4 separate regions of the Mus musculus genome follow, and regions 2, 3 and 4 are each linked to region 1. The links are chromatin contacts, called in public Hi-C and targeted proximity ligation maps. All regions are on one chromosome and are shown on one strand. The core of a region is the stretch at or near the end of the contact, and the rest is flanking DNA. Distances in the headings are between cores, read along the strand shown.

Region 1 (5,524 bases), core at 1,722-4,221:
GTACCCACAACTTCTTCTAAGAGCTAAAGACCTGCTTTACCACTTATTAGCTGTAAAGAACAGGATAACCATGCTACCAATCCATGGACCCAAAGAAGCCAAATAACAAGGAGGGACCAAAGGAGGATGCTTGAATCCTTCTCAGAAGGGGAAATAAAATAGATATGGAGGTGGACAGAGGGAGGGAACTGGGTGGGAGAGGGGGTGGGGAGGGGAGCAGAGAGGGGAACGAGGAGGAGGGGATCAGGTGTAGGGAGAGCAGAGGAGAGAACAGGAATTGAAGGGGGCGGGGGGGAGGGGGGACAGTGGGGGATATGGATGCTAGAGCCTCCACTTTCCAAAGCAGGACTCCCAGAGGAGAAATAAGGACAGCAACCCACCCACAAAACCTTCCACCCAAAATGTGTCCTGTCTAGAAGATGTGCAGGGACAAAGAGAGCAGAGGCAGAGGGAATGTCCGAGGAATGACTCACCAAATTTGAGGCCCACCCTATGGGCAAGCACCAATCCCTGACACTATTAATGATACTCTGCTATGCTTGTAGACAGGACCCTAGCATAACTGTTCTCTGAGAGGCTCCACCCAGCAGCCAAAAGAAACAGATACAGGGATCCACAGCCAAGAATTAGATGGAAGCTGAGGAGTCTTGTGGAAGAGTTGGGGAAAAGGACTGAGGGACATGAAGAGGACAGGGACTCCACAGGAGACCCACAGAGTCAACTAAGCTGGACCCTTGGGGACTCCCAGAGACTGAGCTACCAAAGAGCAAGTATGGGCTATACCTTGGCCCCCTGCACATATGTAGTAGAAGTGTAGCTTGGTCTTCCTGTGGGTCCCTCAACACCTGAAGTGGTGGCTGTCCCTGAATCTGTTGCCTGCTTGTGGATCCCATTTGCCTAGCTCAATGGGAGAGGATGCAGCTAGTCCTGCAGTGACTTGATGTGCCAGCCCTGCCCCCCTTCTCAGAGGAGAAAGGGGGGGCTAATACTGGAATGTAAAGTGAATAAATTAAAAAAAGGGGGGGGGGAGCACCACTTGCTAGAAAGCCACTCCAGTCCAGTCCTGATTCTTCCCTGCCTACCCTCAAGTTCCTGAAGGAACCTAAGGTAAGTACTGTACCAAGCTCTCCAGTATTTATCCGACTTTTTTTTTTTTTTGTTTTTTTTGAGACAGGGTTTCTCCGTGTAGCCCTGGCTGACCTGGCACTCACTCTGTAGACCAGGCTGGCCTCGAACTCAGAAATCTGCCTGCCTCTACCTCCCAAGTGCTGGGATTAAAGGTGTGCACCACCACCGCCCGGCTTATCTGACATTTTAAAGGCACATGACATCATCCTGACTGTTTTGAAGCAAGTTGATACTTTGCAATAGTCTTCATACATCCTCAGAAACTCAGGTTCAGGGCACCTGCTTTCTAAATGCAGGGTAGTGCTCCCACTGGACATTATAGCTGTGCTCCCTAGGTTCTGCCCTTTCTCTGTGTACGGTGTTTGACTCCACCTGGCTGGATACAGTTCCAAGAGGCAAGCAGAGTAGAGGACCACTCTTCCAAGCACAGCTAAAGGGCTCTTGGGTGAGGAGAAGCTTATGGAAGCCAGCTTAGGTCACCACTAGTCAGAAACTGAACTTGGCACTCGTCCCCTGAATGTCCAGCTGTTCCAAGAACAATTTGCTTCCCCAAACCTTGCTTCGCAGTGTCCATCTCCATAGAGCTGAAGTGAGCTACAGCGTGGTGTTGCAACCCCAAGCGCCACAGGGAACAGCCCACCCATGGCTTGCATGCACCCTCCTCCGTGGCAGCCCCTCCAAATGAGCCTGGTTTCAGTTTGTCCTCAGGTGAATCATAAGCTGCCAGCCAGCTGTCAGCGCCCCTTAGCTTGTTTTCCTTGGCTGGCATTATACAGCCTCCCTTGACATGTGCTCGCTACAAGTCACACGCTACTTCAAAGACAAACAGATCGGTGGGGGAAATAGATCTGTAGCTGCAAGGACTCCTGGGACTCAAGCTGTCTTCTCCTTGTGAAGTGCCCAAGGCTGGCAGGGGATGTCACCTGCTTCAACACAGGCAGATAGGGACAGATAGGGACATGCTGTTGAGCTCATGTTTACTGTTCAGGAGGTTGACTGGAACTCTCGACTGAGCTCTGATGATGTGACCCAGGGCGAGCAACACTAGGATCCCCAACATGGCATTTGTCCGGCTCAGACTTCTCATGTGAAACTCAGATGCATTGGTCAGCACAAACCACTCTTTGTGGAAGTCAGAGCTGTTGGCCGGCCGCAGTGGGGGTGGGGGTGGGGGTCTAGCACGGCTTGATGGCTAGCCAAAACTTACTTCCTGCTGGAATCGGGGCACTGTCAAGGGACTTCTTAGTTTCAGTGCTGGGTAGGGCGTAGAGGGAGGGTTGTGGGAGAGCCCTGGTGAGTAGGGAAGTTTTGGGCCCCCAGCCCTGCAAGAACCCTCCAGCAAACAGCCAGGAGGATGTTAAGTGTCTCATTTTAAAATGCCTGTCTGGAGCTAGAACTTGGTAGATTGCTTACCTAGCATTCGTGAAGCCTGGGGTTCCTTCCAGTATTCCTAGTAACCAACTGTGGTGATTTCACGTGTCTTATCAGTTAGGAGGAGGCTTTTCAAAAGTGAATTAACCTCTTTCAAAACAATTAAGCAAATAAGGCACAGGCGACAGAAGTCTCATGGGGACTCTTGAACAACTGGTGGTCAGGAAGCAAAGTCTTGGAGACTTCAACACACACACACACAAATATTAACTGAGCCTCGCTCTGAGCGGGTGGGTGACTGGAGGTCTCCATGAAACCCGAGCACTAGCTTCTTCTCTCGTCTCTGACAGAAAGGATGCGAGGGAAGAAAGCATTGTTCTGGCTGAGAGTTTTATCAGGAAGTATCTGCCCCCCATGGCCGGGAAAGCACAACACTGGGAAGGAAGCAGGCCCACGTGCCAGTGACTCCTACCGCCCAGGCTGGATTGGGAAGTAGGAAACACAGGAGGGAACCAGAAAATACAAACTTCCCCCAGCCAGCCTCCCAAAGCGCTGTCACTGAGTGGGAACCAAGTGCTCCAACTCGGGCCTGCGCAGGAGACATTTCCCATTCAAACCATAACACCTTTGCGCTTCCACACGTCCAACACGCATGACACCAAGGTTGTCTTCACCAAGACCTCACTCGAGGCTGGGCCCTGGGAGATAGATGGGAAAAGATGCTCTCAAGAGAGCCATCAAGCCCACGCCATACAGTGAAATCTTACCTGGCCAAGAGAGATCCATCAATCAAATTGGGAGGGATTCCTTCAATGCATACGGAATTTTTTTAAAGCAAAACAAACAAACAAACAAACAAAAGACAAAAATAGAAGTTAAAAGAAGATGGGATATCCAATATTTCATATTTATCTAAGGATCTTCAAAAAAATAGATTTAGTGGCTGGGCGTGGTTACACATACTTACTTTTAATTCCAGCACTAGGGAGGCATATGGATCTCTGTGAGTTCCAGACTAGTTAGATCCTGCTAGATCCTGTCTCAAATCAGCAAAAAATTATTATTTTATTTTATGGGTGTGCTTTGTTTGCATATGTAAGGGCACTGTGTATGTTCCTAGTGTCCTCAGAGGTCAGAAGAGGGTGTCAGATCCTTTGGATCTGGAATTACAGGTTGTGAGCTCCCTTGTGGTTGCTGGGAGCCAAATCCAGGTCCTTTGTAAGCAGTAAGTACCCCTAACCACAGGACAGCGGCTCCGCATTCTGGCTCCCTTGCCTTCGAAGAAAAGGTCTCACTCTATAGACTTGACTGGTCTGGAACTCTTAAAGATCTACCTTCCTCTGGCTCCCAAGTGCTAGGTAGGATTAAAGGAGTGTGTCACTGCAGTCTTTTGAGCTTTTTCAGTTAGACTATCAATCAATCCATCTATCTATCTATCTATCTATCTATCTATCTATTATCTATGCAATAATATTTTTTTTAAAGAAGCCATTAACTTGAGGAGGCATGGGAGGGATTGGAGGGATGAAAGAGAGGGAAATGACATAATCATATTTTAATTAAAAATAAAATAAGCCAGGCGTGGTGGTGCACACCTTTAATCCTAGCAATCGGGAGGCAGAGGCAGGTGGATTTCTGAGTTCGAGGTCAGCCTGGTCTACAAAGTGAGTTCTAACAGCCAGGACTATACAGAGAAACCCTGTCTGGAAAATCCAAAAGAGAAAAAAGAAAAAGAAAAAGAAAAAAAATAGATTTAAGAAAAGGATACAATGTTTAGGAAGCTGTGTTTATTTGTGTATATTTGTGCTCTATGTGGCTCTATCAAGCAAATATGAGTCCATTCAGGTACAGCTTGATGTCACCTGGGAAGTGTGCAGAACCCTGGGCCCTATTGCCCCAGGAGTCTAGCTACTGGGCTTAGGAGTAGCCTGGGAGTCTGTGTTCTAACCAGCACTTCAAGTGGCTCATGAAGAGATATTGGGTCTAACTGTGAGAAACCTTAATGTGTTGGGGACACATGTGACTTAGATGGGAGACTGCAGCAGAGTACCAGGAACTCAGAGGGAAGGCTGCATCTAGCAAGGTGAGCCTCTCACATTGCTCTGAGAACAGAGAGCTTCATTGCTTTGTGTGCCTGAGCACCAGAGAGAGTCCTTTCAGGGAAGGGTCTGGAATGTGTCATCTACCTCAGAACTGGGACTTGAAGAGTGCTGACCTAGGGTTAGCTGGGATTGACACAGGCAGCTGGAGGGAGGGGGGAGGGGAGGAAGGGAAGATATTATAATGAAGATCTTTGGTTTATAATCCAGTGGATAGCTGTAAGGTAAGGGGCTGGTGCTTTGCTTTTCAGTGGTCCACAGTACCTTGGATGATGTAGTCACAGTTTTGCTCTGACATCTGGCAGAAGGACTCTCTCACAGGTATAGGCTATTCTTTCCCCTTTGGTGAAGGAGAAGTCCCCTTTCTTGTCTAGGAGATGACAAGCAGGTACTGATAGCAAAGAAATTCAGCTTAGAACCTAAAATATACAGCTTCACACCCCCAGTTAGTCAGAGAACCAGAGGGCACTCCAGAGGCTAAGGCAGGGCCTTGAGCTTTCAAGGGTAGCTTGGATTACATAACAAGACCCTCAAATAAATAAACAAACAAGATTCCAGAAGAATCTGATAGGTATTGGCAAATACAGGAAAGAGGGCTGGGATGTGCCTTTCTGTCTTCCATTCCTCATTACCTATGGCTAGTCCTAGGGCACCATAAATTGAGTTCACCTTAAAAAAAAAAAAAAAAAAAAAAAAAAAAAGGAAGTAGTCAGAGAGGCTGGGAACTCAACTGGGGATGGAGTTCCCTCAAGGGGTTTCCACTTTTGTTCTGTGGCCTGTCCCACCCAAGTAGTTCTTTCTTCTACATCATCAACATAATGGTTCCTGCTTTAGAGTGTGTGTGTGTGGGTGTGTGTGGTGGGGTTCTAGCTCAGCCCTGTTGTTTGACTTTGGGCAAGAACAGATTGTCACCAGGCATCAGTTTC
Region 2 (5,524 bases), core at 1,616-4,115, 250 kb before region 1:
CTGTCTGGTCTACATACTAAATTCCAGGATAGTCTGGACTACAAAGCATGATCCTGTTTCAGAAAACAAAACAAAATGAAAAAAAAATTACTTGTGTCTGTTACATGAGTAAAGCATATATATTTAAGCTGTCTCCTTGTATTTCTCATCATTTAGCACCAAACCTAATTCTAACTGACACTGTTTGCTGCCATTGCTAATATTATGCAAGAACGGCCTTCCCTGCAACGATGCTATGCAAGAGTACAGGATGGCTGGCTGTGAGAATCGACGCCAATCTCAACCCTCGGGAGAGCCGAGGATCCTTTTATCCAGTGGATTCCCAGTACCAGCAACATAGTGGACATGAGATCCATGTGCACAGGCAAATTCACTATATAAACTAACCATAACCTTAATAATTCATACAATGCTTACTTCAAAGCACCTACCAGATCCCAACAGTTCAGTCTATGTGGAAGGTGAGACATGGTAGCTACCTTCAAGTTTCACAGATAGAAGACAGAGATGGCTAACCCACAGAGCCTGTGCTACCACAGGAAACTTTGGTGCTCTATGGGGGCAAAATAATGCTTAGGGATAAGGAGTTCCGGGAGAAGCAGGGACAGTTTCTTAGAGTAGATATTTGAGCATGGTCTTAGGCTAACGGGACATCCATTAAGGAAAGGATGGGAGCACATCACAGAGAGGCAACAGAGGGCAGAGGCAAGCAGAAGCCACCCTACCATAGAACACAGGACAACACGTGGGTTCGGGGGAAGCCCAGGTGACCCCTGTGGCCTTCCTGGGGTTTCACTTGTCCAGTGACTCAAAGGCTGATGTGGAAAAGCTGTGGGCTCTGGGGTGGTTTCTAACTAGGACAGCTTCTGCATTTCAGGTCGCTGGTAACGGGTGAGGAGACAGACGGGAACTGGCGATAGAAAGTGAGAAAATATCAAAGGTCTCCTGCAGCAAGGAGAGAAGGCGATGGTTCTGGCAAATGAGATGTGTCACTGATTCCACATGTGGAGGTGACACAAGAGCAGGCATGCTGCTTCTTTATTTGCTCCTCAGTGAGGACACTCTAAGGATGCAGGACCTTTGACCTATGGCTACAAGAACCCTAATGGGGCAACTGAATTCACCACGGAAACTTTTCCTCTTTTCTCTACATCAGGACTGGTCTTGATGTCTCAACAAGGTTTTCAGCGCCCCGCTCGGCTCCGCTCCCGCCCACCCAACTCCACTCTACCCCACTAGCCCCACCCCCACCCCACCCCCGATCCAGCGCTTTTCCCAACTGCCCTACAGGTCGGCTTTCTCCCAATCAAGGACACAGCCCATATCTTTTTTTATTTGTTCCCCCAAAGCCAGGAGCCTGGCTGGAACTTTTCAAAATAATCTAGGTTATTTAAAGGATGGTGAGGGTTCTGGGCGGGGACTTCAGTCATCTAAATTTAGCCTAGAAAATGCCCACAGTGGTACATGATGATTAAACACATTGTGCAAAAATAAAAGAAGAAGATCTGGCAAGGCAAGAGTGACATATCAAAAATCTAAGTACTTAAAAGATGCAGTCGCTCGATGTGTGCTTTCTCCACCACACCAGAGATCACTAGTGTGAACACCATAGGCCATCTGGGCCAGAATGGCTGAGAGGACCTTAAAACACCTCCCTCACAGCTGTGGTTATGATTGGTACAACACCGTGTGAAGAAAGAAAGCGTCTTGTGGCCATCGCACTAGCACAAGCTCTGACACGTTAAGAGCAATGGCACCTTCAACAAGTCACATAGGCTCTCTGGACCTCAGTTTCCTCATCTGAAAACTTGGCCTCCCTGTTTTAGTGCACACCCATATGATGAGGTGATTAAGGTTGTGGGGCGTCAACAAAGGCACCTAGAAAGTGCAAACGTCTCCATCCTTAGATGATTTGTTCCCCCCCCCCCAAAAAAATCACACAGAAAGGTGAAGGGCATCTGTCAGCGTCACTGAAGGAAAAGTTCTGAATTCTGAAAAATTTAGATCAGTAGTTCTCAACCTATGGGTGGCAAGCCCTGTGGGGACCGAACATCCCTTTCACAGGGGTCGCACACCAGATATCCTGCACATTACAAGTCATAACAGTAGAAAATTACAGCTACAAAGTAGCGACACAAATAATGTTGTGGTTGGGATCAGCACAACATGAGGAGCTGAATTGACGGTCACAGCACTAGGAAGGGTGAGAACCACTGCTCTAGATGGACAGAAGGCAGTCAAATGAGTCTCCTGAGTTTCTATGCTGGGTTTTTACATCACTGTTGCTCCTCAGAAACCATCACCAAGAGCTGCTGTTAGAACTGTCAACTGCTGGGAGTCTGACATCAAGGATGCTCGGGTGACTGAGGAGATGAATAACTTGATCTTGCTCAAGCAGCTAAGCTCCGGGAAGGGAACTATGGTTGCTTATAATGGCCACCAGGGGGAGACAAATAGGGCTACGCGGGGGGAAAAAAGAGTTCTTAACTGCGGTGGTCCGCACTATCCACACGTTTTCTCTCAAGTTATTTCCTTTCTTATAAATGTCTGCCTCTAGCCCTTTACCAATTGTCAGATTCTCAGATGCCTTCTCAGTGTAAGCAGCGCAACCCCCAAGGATGAGAGAGCTAAGAGCACAAACACTGCACTGCTGACCTGAGATTAGCTTTGGCTGGTACCGGCTAACTACCTCCCCTGATTTCCACCCTGTTTGCCAGCACGCCCCTCCAGTCTATGACTTCCAGTTAGACTTCCAAGCGTACAATCTCCCTCTACTGCTTGCACAATGGCAGAAGCTTCTAGACGCTCCCCAAGCCTGTTTCCTCTTTTCCCCAAGCACGCGAGACCACATCTCTGGATCTCCCTTGCAGTTAGTTCAGTAGGATGCTGACCGATGGGTGCTGTCACAGCCTCTGACCTATTGCCACACTCTCTCTTCCCCTTCCACGATGACTTCAACAGCTCCTTAGTTAACGACGTTCACAAAATGGAAGGGTCCTCAAGTCGCTGTTTGTTGAGAAGACACGCTCCCCATAACAACACGATTCGCATCAAAGCTTAAGTAACTGTTCAGCCACCGAGAATGAAGGGATGTTAGCAACGGAATGTAGAGTTTACCACTTAGTCTCACCAGCCATAGCCCCTGGCTTACCCAATTCTCATCATGTGACAAGCACTGCTACTAACACAGCTATTACTGGTACAGTCGCTGTTCAATGGTATTTTAGTAATAGTGTTACCTGGTAAAGACCCAAGGACCACTCACCCGGCATGACCAAAATTTGAATTGGGAGTCTGTATTGAGCAGGCTGGGGACGGCCTGAAGAGAAACGCTTCCCAAAAGGCAGCCCTGAAAGCGCATTGCAGGGAGCTTTCAAAATTAAAGAACACAGAAAAACTATATCCTGGTTTGCCAGCAGGGAAGCAAGTTTAACAAGCAGTTTACCAAGAGTCAAGAGCATGCCGTTAGCTAGGGCATTTCAACCCCGAGTTTCTAAAACAAGGTTGGGTGCTTTCCCACGGGACTTCTAATAGCAGGGGGTGAGGGAGCCAAAGATGGCTTCAGCTGGGACAAGATGGAGAAGCTTTCTCACCTTCACAATAGAACGACATTATAAAGGCATCAATAATTAGTTCTTGACCCTGTGAAGCACCTACCTTGTTAATCCATTGGGATCCATGGATTTTCCAGGGTCATTTCTGTGAATACTCAAGTCTTTTTATTTTTATTAATTATTCTATTTGTCTGCATTTCAAATGATATCCCACTTCCCAGCTACCCCTCCACAAATGCCCCTCCCACATCCACCCTCTCCTGCCTCTCCTTTGCCTCTATGAGGGTGCTCCTCACCTACTCTTGCCCGACCACTCCAGCATTCCCCTATGCTGGAACATCAAACTTCCACAGGCCCAAGGGCCTCCCCGCCCATTGATGTCAGACAAGGCCATCCTCTGTTACATATGTATCTGGAGTCATGGATCCCTCCCTGTACACTCCTTGGCTGGTGGTCTAGTCCCTGGGATTACTGGGTGGTCCAGCCAGCCAACACTCTTCTTCCTATGGGGTTGCAATCCCTCTCCACCCCTCCAGTCCTTCCACCAGCAAACTCACTGGGACAGCTCAGTGGTTGGCTCAGTCTGATGGTTGGTTCCAAGCATCCACTTCTGCATTGGCCAGTTCTTGGCTGAACCTCCCAGGGAACAGCCACACCAGGCTCCTGTCAAACAAGTGCCTCTTGGCACCAGCAACAGTGTCTTGAGCTTGGTGTCTGCAGACAGGATGGATCCCCTCATGGGGTAGTCCCCAGATGGCCCTTTCTTCAGTGTCTGTTCCATTTTTGGCTTTTTGGTTTTTTGGGTTTTTTTGGTTTTTTGGTTTGGTTTGGGTTGGGTTGGGGTTTTTTTGTTTGTTTGTTTGGTTTGTTTTGTTTGTTTTGTTTTTTTGTTTTGTTTTGGTTTTTTTTGGCCCTGTCTTTCCTTTGGACAGGAACATTTCTGGGTTAAAAACTTTGAGATGGGTGGGTGGCCCCGTCCCTTGACTGGGTGTCATGCCTATCCACTGGAGATGTCCTCTACAGGTTCCATCTCCCCTTCACTGAACGAATTTTGGCTAAATGCTAAGTCTTTATATAATGATAATACATTTGCATATGACCTGTGCACATTCTCCTGTGACCCTTAAGTCACTTCTGGATTGTTCATCACACCTAACTCACTGTCACAATGACACTTTCACAGTTTTGAAAAAATTGACATTCATTACAGATGCAATTTTTCCTGGATTTTTTTTGTTTGTTTGTACTATCTGAGCATTTTGAATTCACAGAAGCCATGGATTCAGAGGGCTGCCTGTAGTGGTGGACTCCGGGGATACAGCGAGACCACTCAAGAGGATCACGTGTCTGATTTGTGTGACAGTCTGCACACACCAGATGTTGAATACAAAGAATGGTGACATTGTTGGAATGCATAGATGGTTGTAAAGAAGATGGTCCCATGATAGACAGAAACCTGATTCCAAATCCCAGCTTCTCCGCCCAATGTGAGACTGAGGTACACCCTGTGTTTCCTTGATCTGACCTCTCCTCCTCTGATAATTGCTGGAATTAATAGGTTTTATCAATTTCACCAAATCCTGAAATCCTCACTAAGACCTCGTATCTGTAAGGAGAATCTAGACTGTTGTAAACACCAGCTTTGAAGGACACAGCTAAAGCAATGCATATGCCCAGGTCTGACTCTGGCACCAGCACAGACCTAGTCATTCATCTATGAGATAGAACTATTCACAGCTGCCTCAGCATGTTCACAGGCACACACAGGGGTCCTAAACAGAACCTCTGTCCCTTCTCATGACTCTCCCTGACAGTGTGCCAGGAGTGGCAGCCCAGCTGAGCACCCAGGCAAGCCGCAGCTGCTGTTGTTGTTTGTCTCGGCTTTGATAGGGACTGAAGGTGTGGGAGAGAGGCGTGTCCCAGCTTCCCCATCTGCAAAAATGCCCGAAGGACTTAGCTACCAATGCATC
Region 3 (5,524 bases), core at 1,489-3,988, 170 kb before region 1:
AGAACCCCACCTCCAGAATTCCATTTCTTTCTATTGAACAATTCCGAGATCTGGCCCCATGCCACGAAGCACCTGGGGCTTGGTTCCCTTTCTCTCACCAGGCAATATTCTGTTTTACAGTGTACCATCCACACTAAGGCTCCTCTTTCCATCTTCCTGTTGAATCTTCTCCAAGTGTGTGTGTGTGTGTGTGTGTGTGTGTGTGTGTGTGTGTGGTGTTACAGTGAACTTGCCCCAGACAAAGTACATGTTGCTAAAGCCATTCCTGAGCGATCTTCAGAATACACTGTCCCCACACCTGGGAACTGTTTATGAGGCTTGAACTCACTAGCCTGCCCTATCAAACCTGCCCAATTGGGCAATGCAGTCAAACAGCCTGGGAGAGGATCAATGCTGGGAGTCCAAGGGTCCCAGTGAGAAAGAGCTTGGCAGAAAAGCTTCAGGAGCCCTTAATGGTAAAGGCTAAGTGCTGAAGGCACACACACACACAGAGAGAGAGAGAGAGAGAGAGAGAGAGAGAGAGAGAGAGAGAGAGAGAGGAGAGAGAGAGAGGAGAGAGAGACAGTCAGACAGACAGACAGAGACAGAGATAGACAGAGAGACAGAGAGACAGACAGAGACAGAGACAGACAGAGACAGAGACAGAGACAGAGACAGAGACAGAGACAGAGACAGAGAGAGATGTCCCAGATACCACAAGAAAGCAGATGAGTTGGGAAAGATCCTCAGTTGGACTGAGACCCAGGAGTTGCCGAAGTTTCTCAAATTCCACCACCCCCACCTTGAGTTGCCGAGATGATGAAATAATGCAGATTTTGAATTATCTCTACAGATGAGCTGAGAAACCCAGAACCACTGCCCCCTCCCAAGCCACCGCTGGTGGCTACTAAAGGCTACAGGTTGGTCTTGTCACAGCCCCATGAGCATGTTAGGGATCAGAGTGCGGGTCCCCATAAAGCACAGCGTGATGGATGTCAGCCTGGAGATGAGTTACTTCACCTATTAGCTGGCAATGGAAGTGCCAGGTGGAAACAGAGTGTTGAAATGCAGAAGAGCTGCATCCCCACCCCGAGGCATGATGAAACAGTTGGAAGAAGTCTTCACAGGCACTTGGCACATGTATGAGAGAGCAGAGCAGGTTGGGGCCAGGCTGGGGACTCTCAACTTCAACAACCAGACTTGACCATGAATACACTCTGGGCGAAGGCACAGAGGAGGGGTTCCCAGGGGTCAGCACATCTGCATAGGGGGAAGCCTAGCCAAGGTACAGTGTGCCATGCAGACTCAACTCCTAGTGGCCTCGAAGAGTCTCAATTTTGTGCTTGATTGTTCTGATGAGCCATGGGGGTGGGAGGGGGTGGGGCAGGGCAGAGGCTGCAAATGAGCTAAAATGTCATAGCTAGAAAGGTAGGAAGAGACATATGGCTACAGAATGAAGTTGGGGGGACGAAGAAATTGAAAGGGGAAAGAAAGAAAAGTGGTAGAAGAGGGGTGGACGAAGAAAAAGAAGGATGGAAAGAGGAAGAAGAGAGGAACAGAGGATAAAACATTGGCTGCATCTGTAAAGGCTGCTGTTTCTGGGAGCCAGAGTTCTCAGAAATTTGATACTCTGATGTGCAGAATGTGCATATGAACGTGTGCAAGCACATGTGTCCTTGCAGATGTGTGAGAACGGAATATAGATGCAATTGCTTGCTGTGCTGTTCTAGTATGTGAGCATGTGTATGTTGACATGATATATGTGTGTGTGTGTGTGTACATGTGTGTGTGTGCATGTGATTGTGGGTGTGCTTTTATGCATGAACATGTTCGTATGCTGTGTTTTATGGGTGCCCATATATGCATGCCTGCATCTGTGCCTAAGCATCCTAGGCTAAGACTTAAAAGGGTTAGAATGGTATCGGGACCGCCATGGAACAGCTTCATGTGACCTTCAGTAAGTCATGTCTCCAGGCTGGCTGTCAGGTTTCTTGCATGTTCTTTATAGAACAATGCTTACCACATAAAGGTCGTTCAGTTAATATTTAGTAAGTACTAAGTACTTTAAGTAACTAAGTACTTTAAAGTAACGCTATCTGCTTAAGGTTAAGGAAATTTTTTAAAATGAAAATTACATGCAATACTACTTTCTTTGTTCATGACACATAATAGAAGCTCAATAATTATTGGATTTGTCCCTTTAGGGCAGTGCTACTAAGAACTTAAAGCAATTCTTGAGTCCATCTCAGGGGTTTCTGGGCTCCCATTAAGGTATCTATTAACCAGACTGCTTTCAATTACTGCCTGCTTTCAGGCAAAATTTGACAACCATACATTTGCAAAAATTAAAAGTACGTTTGAATTTAAACAACTTGAAGATCAGGGAGGTCAGCTTTGCTTTCGGCAACTTGGGATTGGGGGGGTGGGGGGGCGGGTTGTGAAGGGCAGGAAGTTTGCTAGTGACCTGAGGTCCTGACCTCCTGTCTGGGTGTCACACATGTAGTTCACAATCATACACGGTAGGAATTGTTATCAGCACGCAGTGGAAGTGGCTAGGGCCCAGAGAGATTGAGTAAGCCATCCACGGCCACAATGCTCACCACAGGCCCGCAGAGCTAATTCCAAACCCATCAAATGGTATTCAAAGCTGGGAAGGTAAAAAGCCCACTTTACTTGGGCAGGCAGAGCGAGGGCTAAGGCCACAAACATCTCAAAATCAAGTCAGCCGCAGTTGAGTATTGCCAGATGGAGCCAGGGCCGTGTGGCAATCAGAAAACTAGTCAGGTGGCACTGGGACAGTGCCTCTGAGGTATTTCACAAACATGGGGAACAAACACATTTGGTGTCGCAATCCTGGCCACCCGGAGCTGCCGCGTTGGCTTTTTTTTTTTTTTTTTTTTTTAGAACGGCCAGTGGATACGGAGTTTGAAAGGCTGATAGCACCACTGGCGAGCACAGACCAGAGGCCCATCTTTGAGCCTGTAGAGCCCTGGAGAAAGAACACAGCCCTTTCTGACAGCCCAGTCCCCTCCCAGCCACAGCCAGAGAAAACGGAGGTAGCCAAGAGTTACACTTCAAACCCCTCAGTGAGTCACTTCAGCTCTTCCATTTGTCATCTTTTCCCATTGCGTCGCTCCACAGAATTATGACCCGGGCTCGCGGCCTTCTGACTAGACCCCAGGCATGCCTGTTCCTCGCTGCAGCCACCTCCACGTCCAGGAATCACCATCTCCTCCCCTCTGATGAGCCATCCATCCTGTAATCCTCCAAACAAAAGCTAATGAAGCCTGCATCTCCTCGGAATTTCACAATGCCCTCTGGGGTGATTAGTCTCCCTGGTACCAAGTGCTCCGTAAACTCGGAGCCCAACTGCAATCACATTCCACTTATTTTCCTAATTAATCTCCCCAAGCACCTGCCTGCATGGACGCAGTAAGCTCAGAATGCACTGCGGAGAGGTTTCCTCACTACCCAGCAAATTATTCCGAAGCCCTGTGGAAAGCCAAATAAAAGCCAAACCGAGTCCCCCGCCATCCCCCCCCACCCCACCCCCACCCCCGCCATCCCCTAACACCCCCCCCCTTGAAGGCACCAGGCCAGAAGGGACTGGTGTGTGACTAGATTTACAGCTGCCATGAGTTTTCTCTACCACTCTGTCATGAATTCTCACTGACATCGAGCATCACTGTTGACACAGCATAGTTTCTTTGATGCAGGGCTCCAAAGTCAAATTCCTGACTGCAGCCAGTGCCCACCCCCACCCCCACCCCCATTGAGCCCTGAAAGAGCTAGTCTTCCGGATTCTTTTTCTCAGCTTTTCCCAGGATCCAAGAGGATGTCAGGAGCTCTGAGACTGGATCAATTTTCACTGCTCACAGATGGTTTTCCTCCTGTCCTCGGACCACGGTGGGGAGCATCTCTGTGGAATTTCTAGATAAGAACACACTGTGATTTCCAGTGGAGAAGGGGAGCATTGGTTTCACACCTACCCTTCTCGGGATGCTAACTGAATTGTGGTACACCCAGTAGGCAACCCTTAGACTGAAAAGACTAAGTGTGCACATCACGTCTGTAGCGAGGACCTCCTAAAAGAGTGCCTGCAGCGCTTGTAGTGAACTTCAAGGCTAGGAAACTGCTTGGAGGCAGAGCCAGAGGAAAGCAACCCTGACTGGGGGAGCCTACTATCTGCTTTAACACCAGTGCTCCTGGCTAATCCCAACAATGGTGAGAGTGAGCCTACTGCACTCTGCTAAGGAACCGAAGCTCTGAGCTCTGACCTCCGAACTTCAGAAGGAGACACGACTCCATGATAGTGACCAAAGTCTCTCTCCAGCCCCAAGAGTCACCACTACAAGTGAAGTCAAACTAAAGAATCGTCTAAGCTCCTTATAGGGGCAAAAGAGTCACAAAGGGCATCTGCAAGCTTGGTGAGAGGAGGTGCCCTGGTCACACTAGTAAACAGTGAGACAGACGCTAGCTCTACTCTGTGTCTAGACCTGGTACAGACCAGAGGCACAAACTCTGAGCTCACAGTGAGGACCAATCCAGTGTGAAAATAGAAAAATCTACAAAAATGGTAGAGAGAGAGTGGGAAGAAAGTGCTCGGTTTTCACCGGAAGCAGCTTGGGAAGTCTTCCTAGAAGAAAGCAGCTTTTTAACTGGGTCTTTGAATTTGAATGTGCCTACTAATTGCTTCAACCTGCTCACTATAGTTGCCCCTTGCTATACACCAGGCGCCACGTAAACTCTTCTGGTTAATATTACCTCATTTAATTGCTCAATATGTAGGCAGACACTGCTGCTATTTCCAGGATACAGATGAGAGCTGAACTAACATCATGACAGCCAGTAGCTGTTGGAGTGAGGCTCCAATCTCATTGGGATCCGATGCTCATCTGTCTAAAGAGAGATGAACTGGAGACAAAGAACAAGGTGCACTCTTCCCCGGTGTTCATGTGGGAGCAGGGAGTGAAGCCACAAATCAGGGAAGGAGGACAAAGCCTATATCACCACTTGACAGAGAGTCTCTCCGCCCGCAGCAAATAACAAACTGGAAGCAACTTTAGACATTTGTTGCTTTCAGAAGAGCAGCTAAAGGGAGAAACAACTGAGGTGTTTGCTCCATCGTTCCTCCAGTGCAAATATGACAAGGGGAGAAATGAGCAAAGAACCCATTTTCCCAGAAACAATAGCCACCATTTGCATAAAGAATGTGCTAGCCTCTAGGTAGCACAGGCCCATTTGAGTGTTCTAATAAGGGCTGCTGAAAACTTAAGCTACTGGCCACATGTGAATCACACATCCAGTGTTAAAACAATATTTTAAAAAGGACAGATGCCTCGTTCCTTTTAAACACATCAAATTTGTATGACTCTATAGACACTGAATATTATTTTCTCTCCTTAACAGAAAATCAGAGCAATTAGCTGTTTTTCAAAGAAGAATATGGTTAGAAAGCGACACGGCTGAAGCACAAGGGTGCAAACTGTGGTGGTCTGACTCTAACGTGATGCAGCTTGCCACTATCTCTTCTCTTGCATAAAGT
Region 4 (5,524 bases), core at 2,139-4,638, 170 kb after region 1:
CTTCTTCAACTCAATGGCACCATGTGGAACCGCAGCACTTGGAAGACTAAGGCAGGACGACAACCTCAAGTTTGAGGATAGGTTTAGGATACACAGTAAGTTGAAGGCCAGCTTGGGCTAAAGGGAGACTGATTCAAAAACAACGAATGAATGAATGAACGAAAGAAAACAAACAAACAAACAAACAAACAAACAAGTAAATACTTTGTAGAATAAACTGTTCTACCCTTTCAGGGCTAAGCAAAATTTCAAAACTGATAATATTCATTTTATTGGTATTTATTAAACTTGTCAAATATTCAAAGCACAAGCACATGCATTATCATCCATCCATCCATCTCTCTCTATCGTCTATCTTCATCCTTTCATTCATCTATTTCCATCCACCCATTCTAAAACATTATATATAATTCATGTATATATACTCACATATATGTATACTCATATATATATATGTACTCATATATATATGAATATATGAATTACAACAAAGATATATAACAAAAGGCAGTAGAGCCTATTTATGCTTCCTTTTTCTTTTTTCACTTGGAGTACTAGGGGAACCACCCAGGGTCTCACACATGCTAGACCAATATCACCACTAAGCTACATTTTAAGCCCTCTTTATCCTTTTTATTATAAAGCAGGGCCTCACTAAATGGCCCAGGCTGGCCTTGAACTCCCTCTGAAGCCCAGGCAGACCTTAAGTCTGGAATCTTCTTACTTCAGCTTCCCAAGTAGCATAGGTTACATGCCTGCACCAGACATCTTCCCCTTTATCTCAAGCACGTCTTGATTAGTAGTTATGGCTGGCTTGGCAAAGATAACTTCCTTTACTCATCTCCCATTTGGCATTTTTGTAATCCATCTTCCCTGGCACTGGTTGAGCACCTGTGAGCTAGCTAGCATCATGATGACCCTTGCATGAAAGACGGCTCTTGGCCAGCAGGTTAGGCAGTCAGTAGCTGCTCTGTGGTATGTAAGCGCCTGGCAGGGACGCTCAGTGTTGCCTTCAATGATTTCTACCTTGAGCTTTGTTTCCCTTTTGCTAAAACAAGTATTATCTTGAGAAAAACTGTTCCTTCCTTCTGTGGCATTCCTCGCTCCTGGTCCTTTCCCTCCCTTCTTCTTTTGCCAGGCTAGCCAGAACTAAGAGAATTCTGAGACTGTAGTGGGAAGGAGGAGCCAAGCAGCAGGAACCAAGTCATGGGAAGCAGAGGCAGTCATGTCATTTGTACAGAGGATGACAGCAGCTTCAAGTGAGATAGGTAACATGGCATGGACCTTGGAACAGACCTGGTTCTACTTCAGGCTATGGTCTCAGACAATCTCTGGTAAGCTTAGATTTTTGTCATTTCTTTATTAGGGGCCAGAAGTATATACTTCAGTGATGTTGAAACAACAAAACTCTACTTATGTTTAAACTTTGGATGATCAAAAGTTGGATTTCTTCCCTGTCAACAAGAGCACAGCTGCTTTAGCATGTCTGAAGATAGAGAAAGAAGCAACAGGGAAACATAAATGAAAATACCAAGAGCAAGCAATGGATTGCACTTGAAAAAAAAATCAAGAATCATGAAGATATGAGCTGGGAACACAGGAACTTGTTTGTAAACTAGGCTGGCTTTGAACTCACAGATATGCCCACCTTTGCCTTCTGCGTGCTAGGATTAAAGGCATGTGCCACTACTGCCCAGCTGTGAACAGTGGTCTTTACCACATACTGGAGTGCTCAGAACTGGATTAGCAAAGATCCGTACAGAATCTTAGGGAATAGCCAAGACAGTGCAAATTGATGTAAAAGAGCTGCTATTTGCTCTAGATGGCTGCTGCACAGAAGAATGCAGGCTATGGACTTTAAATTAGAAATTCAATTTACAAGGAACATTTTCTGCTTTGTAAAATAACTAACCTCCCTCCCTCACCCCCCCCCTGTGTGTGTGTGTGTGTGTGTGTGTGTGTGTGTGTGTGTGTGAATTTTGAAACTGGGCATGGTTGCATGCTCATGTTGGCCCTGAAATCTCAGTATGAGAAAGTGAAAGCAGGAAGATCAAGGAGTTCATGGGCATCCCTTGGCCACACAGTTTAAAGCCAAGGTATGTTGACTAAGATCCTGTCTGAAAAAACAAAAACAAAAAACCAAGCAACAATAAGTAAACACAGTGCTTCTGTGCCTGCAGAATTTGAATGTCTAGTGCTTGGGATAAACCCAGGATCTGTCTCAGGCTAGGGAAGAGATGGACCATCGAATTCCATTTCCAGCTCTCAAGTGTCCTTTCATGTACAGCAGAGGGCAATAGAAGGTATGTGTGTACAAGAAGACAATATAGAATCCACCTGGACAGGCTAATCTAAGGTGTTAAGATTAAAAATTTGATCTTGGAATATAAAACTCTGCTATGATCTTAGAAAAGGCACTTTATACATCCAACACCAATTTCCACTCATAGTGGTAGAAAATAACAGTATTAATTTTTCATAGTTGCTCAAAATAAATGGAACAAAGCAATAAAGCCCTTAGCCACCTGACACAGTGTTCTATAATAAGAAGCTGCTATTGTTGTCATGATTATTATTGTGATTATCATTATAGAGGCGGATCTGCAAGGAGGCTGGATTCGCAGGTCTACACTGTTAAGACTGGAGACACCCACATGGAGGCCTCCACGAATAGATTTTAATGGAAACCATGGAAATGAATGAGATCACCAAGGAGACTGAATAAGTGGAAGCACAAAGACGACTAGGATAGAACTTTGGAGAATATTACATTTAACAGGCAGCTAGAAGAGTTAAAAACCCATAAGAGTTAACAAGGCAACAAAAGCAAGTACCCCAAAATTTTGGGAAGAAATGTTTTAGATGTGTCAAATGTCTCAGAGAGGTTGAGCTAAACACAGACTGAGAAGTGCCTATCCGACTCAGTGTGAGTCATCTGGGACTCTGGCAAGAGTAGCGCAAAGCACAGAAGCTCATGCCAAATACCCAGACCTTATTCAATGATTCATTTCAAAAAGATGAGGCAGTAATGCAGAAAACACACAAATCACCAAACAGTCTTCAATGAGCTGCTCAGTTTAGGCTCAAACCTCAATTGTGAGTAATTAGCTGCATTTTATTTTATTATTGATTTGTATGCATGTGGGCATGTACATGCTACACTGACCATGTAAAGTGGCCAAAGGACAACTTTGGGTATTGTTTTCTCCCTTCCACTGTGAGGGTCTGGGAGACTGAACTCAGGTCATCAGGCTTGGTAGCAAGTACCTTTACCTTCTGAGCCATCTCTCTGGTCACTTAGCTACATTTTAACTAACACTCAAACCTGGACGCTTGTGACTGCAGTGTTTCCTCTGTCAGCAAGGGACATACAATGAGCTCACTTACTTATTCTGCTGGCAAGTCTTTCCACTGAACAAAAGCCAGTTTGTTTGCTTTTTGGGGAGGGAGTAGGGGAGGGTACGAGTAGAAGCAAAAGGTGGAACTCAACCTCTACTGAAACTGCGCACTACTTTCACAACATACAAATACAATATTAATATAGTTATGAGATGATAATATAGCTCATTTCTTCTGTAAAATACTGTATGCATATGTAATTACTCAAAAGTGTGTCATTTTATTGCCACTGGGCAAAGTCAAGATCTCCTCCTCCTGCAATTATCATTACTGCCTTACAGGCAACATCGCACTGGGAGGGGAGATCACAGGAGTGAAAGATATTAATGGTCTGAGTCATTCACACACTTCTTGAATCATGTGAGAATCTAGTATAAAATTAGTCATTCTTGTAACTGAACCCAGAGTCTCAGATAAATTGATTGACTTTCAGATGACCAGTTAGGTAAATAAAAAACACCCAATGCTTTCCAGTCTTCCTTTAAAAGTTAAGCACACTTAGCATATATTAGCGGAACAGTTTGCTTTTATTCTGCTTAGTAAGAAGATTCAGTATTCTAATTTCTAATTTGTGGTCAGCTCAATAAAAAAGCTATGGGACCTGGCTAATCCTAAAAATCTACAGAGACTGCCTCAAATGTCCTCAGAACACTCCTTCAACAAACAGGCACTGAGACCCGACAGAACGCTAGGCATTCTGCGAAGCACTGAAGCATTTATGGATGTTGGCCCACATTTATGACATACCACCAAACAAACTCATCATACACAGGTACACCAATATAAGCCAACACTGCCTCCACCTAGATGTAGCAAAAGGACTTGGTAAAAATTTTATTAAAAGGTGTTTCAGGGGCTGGAAAGATGGCTCAGTGGTTAAGAGCACTGACTGTTCTTCCGAAGGTCCTGAGTTCAAATCCCAGCAACCACATGGTGGTTTACAACCATCTGTAATGAGATCTAATACCCTCTTCTGGGGTGTCTGAAGACAGCTACAGTGTACTTATATATAATAAATAAATAAATCTTTTTTTTAAAAAAGGTGTTTCAATAGAGAATCTCTGTGCTTTCACTGTAGATACCCTTGTTACATGCACATATGGAGATATGCTATAATTTATATTTTCCTATACTGCTTCCATGCTTAAGAAATATCCATATATATTTAATGATGGCCAGCACAGACCTTTTGTCCCCCTTATCTCATGCCAACTTCTGTTGTATAATCTACCGGACCAAATTATTTATAGTTTGATATGTTTTCAAGCATCATTAGTTAGCAAGAGTCTGACTTCTAACTAAACCCTGGAGAAAAAAGTACTTCCTTGTGGTTCACTATGACACACCAAGTGGACTTTACAGTTTGCCAAGGTGTTGTAACACCACCACTGAGCAGTTCCAATCAGACATGAACACCTTTCCTCCTTCAAGGTGCTTAGATAAAAATTGAGAAAGAGTAAGGCCAAATATGTAGGTATGCTATTGATCTGGTTTTAATGATCAGTCCTGTTAGGATACACCCAAAGATGGCAGCCAAGTAAGGTAGCTTACCACCTTTAAGCATCTGCTGCTCAGTGCATGTAAGCACTCATGATGCTGAAAAATCACCCGAGTACGCTGCTCATGGCACCATACCCACTCTAATACTGGGAACAACAGGAACACTGGTGCACTCAGTATATGGCTTGAGGATTCTCATTTTCCAGAGAGAACACATGAAAATGCTAATCTCACCTATCAGAATTTGTTTGCTTGTTTGTTTTAGAGAAATCCTTTTTGACAATATTTAAAGAAACATATATGGTTTATGTATTCATCCACTCAGTAATGTAGTGATTTACTGAATATCTTTTACACATGAACCTGTCCTAGGCATTGGAAGACTTATGGATTAACAAAGTAACTGCTCCTACTGCTCTCACGGGGTGTGGGTCTAGCTGGGGAGCCAGGCATTCTTTACTAGTCAGAAGAGCTTATGGCACACTGTGCTAAGTAAGCACTGGGAAGAAAGCTTCTCAGATGTTAGGGGAGCATCTAATGAAGTAAATATTGAGGGTGCCATTTTAGACAACGTTTTTAAGTGCTCAGCTAACAAAGTCCATCCCTAAGGTAGGGTGGGATGAGG

What was found. A called contact is a pair of places that touch in the nucleus more often than the background predicts.
Region 2: a contact with region 1 is called in a targeted proximity ligation map of bone marrow-derived macrophages, with 6 times the contacts expected there. A contact is called at or near these places in 5 of 130 datasets of targeted methods (the NIH/3T3 cell line, bone marrow-derived macrophages, embryonic stem cells and 1 more).
Region 3: a contact with region 1 is called in a targeted proximity ligation map of bone marrow-derived macrophages, with 4 times the contacts expected there. A contact is called at or near these places in 5 of 130 datasets of targeted methods (CD8 T cells, bone marrow-derived macrophages, embryonic stem cells and 2 more).
Region 4: a Hi-C map of bone marrow-derived macrophages shows a contact between it and region 1, with 28 read pairs. A contact is called at or near these places in 2 of 484 Hi-C or Micro-C datasets (bone marrow-derived macrophages and nephron progenitors) and 3 of 130 datasets of targeted methods (a beta-TC-6 cell line, bone marrow-derived macrophages and embryonic stem cells).

What each region holds. Positions count from the first base shown.
Region 1 is chr15:59,611,853-59,617,376 of GRCm38.p6, reverse strand. No RefSeq gene overlaps it. Among named protein-coding and RNA genes, the nearest start is that of Gm36677, 3.6 kb to the left of the region's middle.
Region 2 is chr15:59,862,207-59,867,730 of GRCm38.p6, reverse strand. No RefSeq gene overlaps it. Among named protein-coding and RNA genes, the nearest start is that of Gm36819, 42 kb to the right of the region's middle.
Region 3 is chr15:59,781,710-59,787,233 of GRCm38.p6, reverse strand. No RefSeq gene overlaps it. Among named protein-coding and RNA genes, the nearest start is that of Gm19510, 10 kb to the left of the region's middle.
Region 4 is chr15:59,446,340-59,451,863 of GRCm38.p6, reverse strand. The region is part of intron 3 of Nsmce2 (NSE2/MMS21 homolog, SMC5-SMC6 complex SUMO ligase); the gene reads right to left. Among named protein-coding and RNA genes, the nearest start is that of Nsmce2, 75 kb to the right of the region's middle.